Linked DNA regions of Mus musculus: regions 2 and 3 are each linked to region 1. The links are chromatin contacts, called in public Hi-C and HiChIP or PLAC-seq maps. All regions are on one chromosome and are shown on one strand. The core of a region is the stretch at or near the end of the contact, and the rest is flanking DNA. Distances in the headings are between cores, read along the strand shown. Region 1 has its middle 7.1 kb from the start of Gm35895. Region 2 overlaps Gm36213 (a long non-coding RNA gene). Region 3 overlaps Egln3 (egl-9 family hypoxia-inducible factor 3).

Region 1 (2,935 bases), core at 136-2,635:
ACCAGACTTGCAAGAGACACAGCCTTTCAGTTAAGCTAAGAAGTTGCTGAACTCAGGCCCTATGCTGTTGGACTGCCTTCAGTCTTAAGTTCCAGGGCCACGACTGAACAGCCTTCAGCAACAGGAAGATGTGTTGTTTGGTACGATCACAGCCTCTAGTGGGAGAGGAGGGCAGACAGGCTGGGGTCCCACCAAGTCTCCACAGACTCAAGCTCTGACCATCATCCTGAGTCTGACTATGCCAAGATAACATTGATCTTTCCAGGTATCCTCTCCAGACCTGATGAGACTCTAAGGAAGAGGAGAAAGCATCTATTTCTGCTCTCCTCAGGAACAAGGGGATATTTCTCACAAGTTTTCCTTTGTCGTGGACCACAACTGATTGACAAGTCCATTCTTGAGCCAATCACTGGCAAGGAAATGAGATCTCTCTCTTAGATCAACAAGGCCACTCAGCACTGGGAGGTTGAGCTGCTCTAAAGGGACATGATTGAAAGAAAGTCGTTACTTAGAGGAAAGGAAAAAAAATGTATTCTACTAGCAATGTGTGATGTCATAGCTAGGGTTTCTACTGCTGTGAAGAGACACCATCACCGCAGCAACCCTTATAAAGGAAAACATTTAATTGGGGCTGGCTTACAGTTCAGAGGTTTAGTTCATTATCATCATGACAGGAAGCATGGCAGCGTGCAGGCAGGCATGGTGCTAGAGAAGGAGCTGAGAGGTCAACCTCTTGATCTGCAGGTAGCAGGTCTTCATGTGACTGTGAGCCACTAAGCCTGGGCTTGAACTTCTGAGACCTCGAAGCCCACTCCCTAGTGACATACTTTCTCCAGCAAAGCCACACCCACTTCAACAAGACCACACCTCCTAATACTGCCACTCCGTATGGTCTTATGGGGCCATTTTTACCAAACCATCAGGCATGGGTACCCAGTTCCTTCTCTCATTCTCTCTCCTGGATGGTTTTCTTTGCTAGATACCATGGGGAAGCATTCCCACCTACAAAGTATTTGAGTGCATTTATTGCAAGCTAATTATTCAATTGGGGGGTGGGGTTTCTGGGGATTGGACCAAAGGCATCGTGGCCACTGAGCCAAATATTAGTAATCATCTTTAACTATCTTCTGTTATAATTGATACTTTTGTACACACTTGTAGAACACAGTGTGACCTTTTCTGTGCATGGATCCAGAGTTTGGAAATCAGATTGGAGCCATTGCCACCTCCATCCTTTCCTACATTTATTGTTTCTCTGTGTTAGGGATAGTCAAAACCTTTTCTACTAGCTACCGTGAAATAATCAGTTAGTTGTTGTTGACCACAGTGATCTCACTGTGCTGAGAACATTAGATGTTATCTCTTCTATGCAACTGCATTTGGTAACCATCCTCTTAACATCTCGCCCTTCCTCCTCCCCTCCTAGACTCTGGTAACCACCACTCTGCTCTCTATTTCTCTAAGAACAGCCGTTTAGCTTCCACATGTAAGTAAGAGTACGTGGCACTTATTTTTTGTATGCCTGGCTTATTTTATTTAAACGTTTCTAACTTTATTTTATATTGTTGCAAATGTCAGGATTTCAGCCTTTTGTCTGACTAGTGTTATGCATCAATGCTATACTCTCCTTATCTGTCTGTCAACTAATGGATGTGGAAATTCAGTCCACATTTTAGGTATTATTTTGGGGGGTTATTGTTGTTGTTTGTTTGTTTGTTTTTCTATTGGGGGGTTGTTGTTGCTGTTTGTTTGTTTGTTTGTTTGTTTGTTTTCAAGACAGGGTTTCTCTGTATAGCCCTGGCTGTCCTGGAACTCAGTCTGTAGACCAGGCTGGCCTCAAACTCAGAAATCCGCCTGCCTCTGCCTCCTAAGTGCTGGGATTAAAGGCGTGTGCCACCACGCCCAGCTTAGCATTATTAATGTTGCTTCTTTCGATAAAGGAGAAACGGCAGTGATGGATTTCATATTCAGAAGTGGGGTGGCTGGCTCGTATTGTAGTTTTACTTTGTGTGTGCATGAGTATGTAATCCAGAGGCCAATGATGTATGTCTTCCTCTACAGCGCTCCAACATAGTTTTGGGGAGACAGGGTTTCTCACTAAACCTGGAGGTCATTGATTCAACAAGATTATCAAGCCAGTGAGCTACAGTGATCCTCCTGTCTCCACCTCCCCCATGCTAGGATTTCAGGTGTGTGCCACTCACCAGACCAGACATTTTATACAGTGACTGGGGATCTGAGCTGAGGTCTTCACACTTGCACAGTAAGTAGTTTCCAACTGAACCATTTTCCCCATCTGGTATTTGTAGTTATTTCTTCTTCTTTTCTTCTTCTTGTTCTTCTTCTTGTTCTTCTTGTTCTTCTTCTTGTTCTTCTTCTTGTTCTTCTTGTTCTTGTTCTTCTTCTTGTTCTTCTTCTTGTTCTTCTCCTTCTCCTTCTTCTTCTTCTTCTCCTCCTCCTCCTCCTCCCCCTCCTCCTCCTTCTTCTTCTTGTTCTTCTTATTGTTCTTCTTCTTGTTCTTCTTGTTCTTGTTCTTCTTCTTCTTCTTCTTGTTCTTGTTCTTCTTGTTCTTCTTCTTCTTCTTCTTCTTCTTTCTCCTTCTCCTTTTCCTTCTTTTCTCCTCCTCCTCTTCCTCCTCCCCCTCCTTCATCTTCTTTGGAGAAGCCTCCATTTTCTTTTTTATAGTGGTTGTACTATTTACATCCCCATCAATAGTGCATAAAACCAACAACAACGTATAAAAGGTGTTCACAAATTCACATCTTCACTAGCATTTGTTATTGTTTAATTTCTGGTAATGGTCATTCTGAGCCATTCATAGCTCATGGTAGTTTTAATATTTCCATGACAATTGTTGATAAATATTTATTGAACTTGTAACATATTCTTAAGCTGGGTAAGAAGCTGAAGATTAAAAGAAGGAAAACCCAGGAAT
Region 2 (3,041 bases), core at 8-2,507, 130 kb after region 1:
TGTGGGTTGACAACTTCCCTAGACCCGTAGAAGAACTTCAGAAAGAGTCAGCTTGCTATCCATATACCTGGAGAAACAGAAAGACAAAGGAAAAGAGACCTAGCCCACCCTAACAAATTGCAGGCATGCAACTGAGCCCGACATGGCTTTCTGTCTCAGAAGCATTTAGGAGTAGAGAGTTGTGACCCCTCTATAGACAGCTCAAAGTACAGGTGAACAAGGCTCTGGCCCTCACAAGCAACTGAAGAAGACAGATGCACACAAGGCTGTGCAGAGAACAAAACGAAAATGTTCTCAAAACTCAGTAATTTCGAGGCACAGTGACTGGAAGTCATCATTCTAAGGAGACAAGAACTGAACCACTTGAGAGTCCAGACAAGAAAACCACTTCCTCTTCGGGGCCAACTCCCTAGTATGCCCCCCCCCCATTCCCTGTCTCTTTTACATTTTACAAATGTTTGAAATTTCTCTCAGTAGAAGTAAGGGCAGTCTCCAGCAATTTTAGAAAAAACAAGATCAAAATAGAAGTGCTCTAGGATGGTCAGCTTAAGTGGAAATTAGGTCAAACCCATGTATAACCGACGAATATCAGTATCAGAGCATCGCAGTGGGATAGGAGACAAAGCTTGGTGATTTGTAAGCCCCGAGGCCGAGGCCATGGGGATATCACTGAGAGAAAACCCAAATGTTAAACAAAGAGCAGGCATGTGTCACCTGCCATTCTAGGTGTGCACTGCTGATTTCTATTTATGGAAAAACAAACATAGCCAAAAGGGCTGTCACTGTTCACTCTCCTGAAGCCACTCAGAAGGAAGCTGTTTAGAAAGCCTCACCAGTGTCTGTGTCATCGACTGTCACCTGGGACTGTGAGTACCACAAACCCTAAGTTCCTCTTCATATTCTGGTTCCTTCCTGGGCACAGTCACCTGATCGGGTCACCACCTCTTCACAGAATGGCCTTTAAACTCTTCCAAGGTGCCTCCAAGGACAGCGACCGTCTCCCATGTCCCCATGCCTGCAAGGATCTGATGATTCTCCTCCCATTCCTCCGTCCACAGCTGTGCTCTTGATGACCCCTCATTTGTCCCTCTCCCTAAACAATTAGATCTGCACGAGGATAGGTAGGTGTGACAGAGGATTCTTGTGGGGGGGTGGAATATGATTTTTTTTTATGTGGCTTCAGAGCATCAGCCTGGTTTAATAACCCCCAAGCACCACTTTGTGTTGAGGCAAGGTATAAATATATGCTAATAGGAGGTCTAGCTCCTTGTCACAACACATTGCAGGCTGCATTCGTGCAAGATAAAATAAAAAGATTAGATGCAATCTTGAAGTCAATCAGAAAGCAAGAGAGAACTGGGAAAAAAAAGAGCTCAGATTGTCAACAAGGAAAAGCAGAAAAATGACTTGAATCGAATCGCAGTTTATCTCGTTAAGCGTTAAAGGAAACCAATTTCTCTCAGAAATTGGAAGGCAATTTAAACATTTCTACAGTTTTACTAAAGTTTGAAATTTCCAGGGAAAGAATGAGGTGGGTTTTTGCTTTGTTTTGTTTTATTTTATTTCTGCACACCTGACATTTTTGCCTGACTTTCAGGGGCCACCATCAGAGAATCTTTTTAAAAGGAGAGCCAGTTATCAAGACGTGAGAAATGGTTCACTAAAGAAACATTCCATTGACTTCTTGGGGCAAAAGGTTCAAGGAAACTAAAACGTGTAGGAAAAAAAAATCAGACTACAACATCCAGTCTGATGTTGGATTGTCTTAGTTAGGGATTTACTGCTGTGAACAGACACCATGACCAAGGCAACTCTTAAAAGGACAACATTTAATTGGGGCTGGCTTACAGGTTCAGAGGTTCAGTCCATTATCATCAAGGCATGAGCATGGCAGTGCCCAGCCAGGCAGGCATAGAAGGATCTGAGAGTCAACAGGAACAGACTGCCTTCCAGGCAGCTAAGAAGAGGGTCTCAAAGCCCACACCCCCATGACACTTCCTCCAACAGGGCCACACTTACTCCAACAAGGCCACATCTCCTAATAGTGCCAAACATATCCAAACCACCCCAGGAAGACACCTTTTAAAGCTACTCTGGTCAACCCTCTTCTGTTAGAGAACTCTGTGTGTCCTTTTAAGTCCTGGTATTCCTGTCAATATTGAAAACACACTGCTCAATCATGCTTGTTTCCAGCTAGCAAGTTGCTTCTAGATGGAACATCAGCTGGGTCTTAACTTTAAAAAGGAAAAGAGGCTTCATTAGTGATTTCTCTCCACAGTGGGAAGGAATTATCCTTCTCATGATTCTCAGCAAGGGAGGAAGCAGTAACAGTGGCATTGCAAAACAGAGGTCACCACTGGTTTGTAACTTGTAGGAGTCTTCTTAAAGGAGACTTGAGTTTATCATGAACAGCACCTTTGGTTTAGAGCCTGATCACTTTAGGGACTCTAACTTGGCTTTGGACGTTTACCCTTCACTAGCTCAAGGAGACCTCTCTTTGTTGAATAATTCTACCTAGTGATTTATCCATGGGGGTAGTTTGAATATGCTTGGCCCAGGGAATGGCACCATTTGGAGGTATGGCCTTGTTGGAGTAGGTGTGGCCTTGTTGGAAGAAGTATGTCACTGGGGATCTGGACTTTAAGACCTTCCTCCTGGGCTGGAAAGATGGCTCAGTGGTTAAGAGCACTGACTGTTCTTCCAGAGGTCTTGAGTTCAATTCCCAGCAATCACATGATGGCTCACAACCATCTGTAATGGGATCTGATGCCCTCCTCAGGTGTGTTTGAGGAAGAGAGCAATAAAATAGTCAATACATTAAATAAACAAACAAACAAACAAACAAACCTTCCTCTTAGCTGTCTGGAAGGCAGTCTGCTCCTGTTTGCCTTCAGGTGAAGATGTAGAACTCTCAGCTCCTCCTGCACCATGCCTGCCTGGACACTGCCATGCTTCCGCCTTGATGATAATGGACTGAACCTCTGAACCTGTAAGCCAGCCCCAATTAAATGTTGTCCTTATAAGAGTTGCCTTGGTCATGG
Region 3 (3,162 bases), core at 547-3,046, 160 kb before region 1:
CTAAAGGTGGTAAAGGTCAGACTTAATAAAAGGCAAGAAGAGAGAAGGGTCGGTGGGAAGCTAGACCTTAACACTCAATAAGAGTCAGCACACACAATACAGGGAGATCTCTTTGAAGGAGAAAAAAAAGTACATATATGATACCAATGAACTTGTAGATGGTTCTTTGTTGAAACCAAATTAATAGCTTTCTTCTGCCGTGAAAGCATACTTTCAGACATACTTAGGGGGTCTGAGTTGTAATATTCCTTGATAAATAGCAAGGTTACTTCACGAGTAAAAAGACTAGTCCAGACCAGTCCCAAACTAAGCCACTGACAGATCAGTGATTCCCAACAGAGCCTGAAAACAGAGCTGGGCCTCACACACACTTCGTGCTAGAGGATGAGTAGTGGCCTGGCTTTGCAATGAACCTGAAGTTTAAATCAGAGGATATCTACACCTTTTATTTGTCGCAGCTAGCAATCCCTCAGCCCACCTCAGAAAGAGCCACTATGCTGTCACGTGTAGAGCTGAAGTTGCTCTGTTAGCCTGAACGTCTGTCTCCCCGAAAGTTGGATTTTGAAGTGACTGTAATAAGGATTTGACAAATTATGGCATTATCAAATAGATGGTGTCTTGAAAAAGGGTGATTGCTGGTGTGGCTGGAGAGGAAGAGACAAATGAAGTTGCCTACAACATAGGGAATTACCTATTCCTGGAAGCAGTGGCCAGAAGTGTAAGGGCCAACAATGAAAGTCACTTAGCACCATTACTCCATGATTTCCCCCACCATCCCAGTCTCCCCTGCTGTCAGTCAGTGCTTTAGCTTTATATTCCCAAACAGCTCTGCTCCCAGAAAAGGTCAGTGGTCTGGATGCCTGCCATCTACCTCGTCTGCAACTGTCTGTGGTCCCAGGCTATTTCACATGATGAGGAGGACGGGCTGTGCAGTTTATATCGATTGCCGATTTGACAGGATGTAGGATCACCTTGGAGACAGATCTCTGGGCTTGTCCGAGATAGATTTTGTAGATTGGGTTAATTGAGGTGGAAAGACCTGTCCTAACTAAAAAGGGAGAAAACGAGCTAGCTGGCCACCAGCATCCTTTTCCCTCTGCTTCCTGACTGTGGAATCACCCTGACCAGCTGCTTTGAGCTTGCACCACGACTTCCTGCCACAATGCACTGTGCCTTGGGACTTGAGCCAAAATAAATCCTTCCTTCCTTCAGTTGCTTTTGTCCGGTGTTTCGGGTGTTTTGTTACAGCAACGAGACAAGTAATTGACACAGTCCTCCAACGTCCAAAGAGAGAGAAGACTCGATCGGAGCTCAGTGTACCGTGTGTGGAGAGAGCAGTGTCTTGCAGCACATTAAGAAGCACAAATGGGCTTTAGAACTCAGCTTGAATTAAAATACAGGCAGGAAATACAGACTGTTCCCACAAACACACCCTCCACTAACTGCTGCAGGTATAAAAGAGAGAATGTGCCGGCACAGTTCCTTGTGGACTTACCACTAAGACACCTCTCTAATTGTGAGCATACACGTTGTGAAGGGAAGGGGAAAAAAAATCTTTTTTTCTGGCCAGAGTGCAAGTCACCCTCTCTCTGACTCCAGAAGCCATGTGCACCACGTTTAAACAATGGGAGGAAACCACGGGCCGCTCAAAGGTCCCGCCGCAACCTTACTGACCAATTGTACCACTGAGGTTTCTGGCTGAGTGCCATAGGAGATGGGTTTTGGCTCAGACACATTCCCAACTGCCAGGATCTCAAACTGTGAAGCTAAGGATGCACTGATGGGCAAACCTCAGTGTTGAGTCATCAGACCCATGCCAATTTGTGCACGGGGCAGTAACAGACTCCGGAAACTGATGGGCTTATCAGATCTGTTATCTAAACCTCATCAAGTCTGTAAAAGGAGCCAGAGTGCAGGTCCGAGGGAAATGTTGCAACACTTCATTGTTTTATGGGAACGAGGAAGGTATCTTACTATAGGGGTTTTTTATTGGTAAAAACTTCCTGACTTGACCAATACTTGAAATCTACAGCAGTTTAATAGCACATCAGTGTCCCTGTGGTAGCATGGTCACTGTACCCCTGGTTCTAGGCCTGGGCTTGCAGATGAATCAGCGTGTCTTCTGATTCTGCACATTCTCTGACGTGTCACCGGCCCCGGCACTGGCCCCGGCACTGGCCCCGGCACAAACCCCCCATCCCCAGAGGCCTCTCCACAGCTCTGTAGCAACAGGAAATGAGAGGAATGAACCAGGTGTTCCCGAGCTGGCTCAACACCAGAGATATGTGCTTCAAGACACCTCCATGGTCACGTTCAGGCAAGAAGAAGTGCACACATATAGAAGAACTAAAGCAGAATCCAAGTATAAAATCTACTTTACAAAAGGCCACCAGGAGAAAAGAAAACCATGCATCTGTGAGGGGCTGTGGGAGAATTACTGTGTTCAGAGATCAAGCCCAGGGTGGACACTCCAAGGCCTCAACTGGATGTTCCAAAGCAACCAGCCACAGCTAGAGTAAGGAGACAGTTTTAAAACCAGTATGCACAGCTTCAACTGTTCACTCAGCAACAATGATCATTCACACTTAGTACTTCTCTACAGATCAAACTGCAGATGGGGGTGGAGGAGGGGGTGGAGGCAAGCAGTAGAGTCACACCTAACATGTGCCACAGCATAGGTCTGGCTCCTAGCCGCTCAAAAAGAAAGAAGCCATACCATGCATTTTCATTAAAATGAGTATATATATATCACATTACACATTGCTCAGGACTTTGGAATCATATTTCTTGGTATAACTTGATCTTTACAAATGCAAAGTTGCATGTTATGCAAATTTTTACTGAGCAAAAAACTTTTTAAAACTGATCATTTTATTTATAACAATTAACAATTGATATACAGATATTGTTTAAGCCTGAAACAGTATCTCACAGCTGTTACTCAGTTCCTGAGGTGGCTGAAGCAGGAGCATCACACATTTTAGAGTAGCCTGTCTAACAAAAGGAGATGCAGTCAAAAGGAGATACAACGAAAAGCCAAACCATGAGCAGTAGAACTGTAAAGATATCTGGCTGAACAGCCTTTAAATTTTGGTCTACTGACAAATTGGACCTCTTACTTACTAAACAAATATTAGCAACAGCTTTTCAAGAGTGTTTTTT

The links. Hi-C and Micro-C count contacts between places; a contact is called where the count stands out from the background. HiChIP or PLAC-seq counts read pairs in DNA pulled down with a chosen protein or histone mark.
Region 2: a Hi-C map of group 2 innate lymphoid cells shows a contact between it and region 1, with 2.5 times the contacts expected there. The contact joins two enhancer-like sites. A contact is called at or near these places in 2 of 39 promoter capture datasets (hippocampal neurons and liver), 59 of 484 Hi-C or Micro-C datasets (3T3-L1-derived adipocytes, the AML12 cell line, B cells and 36 more), 10 of 115 datasets of contacts at active chromatin or transcription factors (acute myeloid leukemia, astrocytes, bone marrow-derived dendritic cells and 7 more) and 1 of 9 other capture datasets (embryonic stem cells).
Region 3: a contact with region 1 is called in an H3K4me3 HiChIP or PLAC-seq map of the SCID.adh cell line, with 13 read pairs. The contact joins two enhancer-like sites. A contact is called at or near these places in 1 of 15 datasets of contacts at CTCF or cohesin (CD8 T cells), 10 of 484 Hi-C or Micro-C datasets (Th1 cells, Th2 cells, cerebral cortex and 5 more), 15 of 115 datasets of contacts at active chromatin or transcription factors (CD4 single positive thymocytes, CD8 T cells, the SCID.adh cell line and 9 more) and 1 of 9 other capture datasets (embryonic stem cells).

What each region holds. Positions count from the first base shown.
Region 1 is chr12:54,342,301-54,345,235 of GRCm38.p6, forward strand. No RefSeq gene overlaps it. Among named protein-coding and RNA genes, the nearest start is that of Gm35895, 7.1 kb to the right of the region's middle. Within about 2 kb of position 1,386, at least 5 of the 459 cell types and tissues checked have an H3K27ac peak or open chromatin away from gene starts, as enhancers often do. A contact at or near this core is called in the SCID.adh cell line, Th2 cells and group 2 innate lymphoid cells, where this site is marked.
Region 2 is chr12:54,472,229-54,475,269 of GRCm38.p6, forward strand. The region is part of intron 1 of Gm36213 (a long non-coding RNA gene); the gene reads right to left. Among named protein-coding and RNA genes, the nearest start is that of Gm36213, 5.7 kb to the right of the region's middle. Within about 2 kb of position 1,258, at least 22 of the 459 cell types and tissues checked have an H3K27ac peak or open chromatin away from gene starts, as enhancers often do. A contact at or near this core is called in Th2 cells and group 2 innate lymphoid cells, where this site is marked.
Region 3 is chr12:54,186,230-54,189,391 of GRCm38.p6, forward strand. All of the region lies in intron 1 of Egln3 (egl-9 family hypoxia-inducible factor 3), which reads right to left. Among named protein-coding and RNA genes, the nearest start is that of Gm40424, 11 kb to the left of the region's middle. Within about 2 kb of position 1,797, at least 76 of the 459 cell types and tissues checked have an H3K27ac peak or open chromatin away from gene starts, as enhancers often do. A contact at or near this core is called in the SCID.adh cell line and Th2 cells, where this site is marked.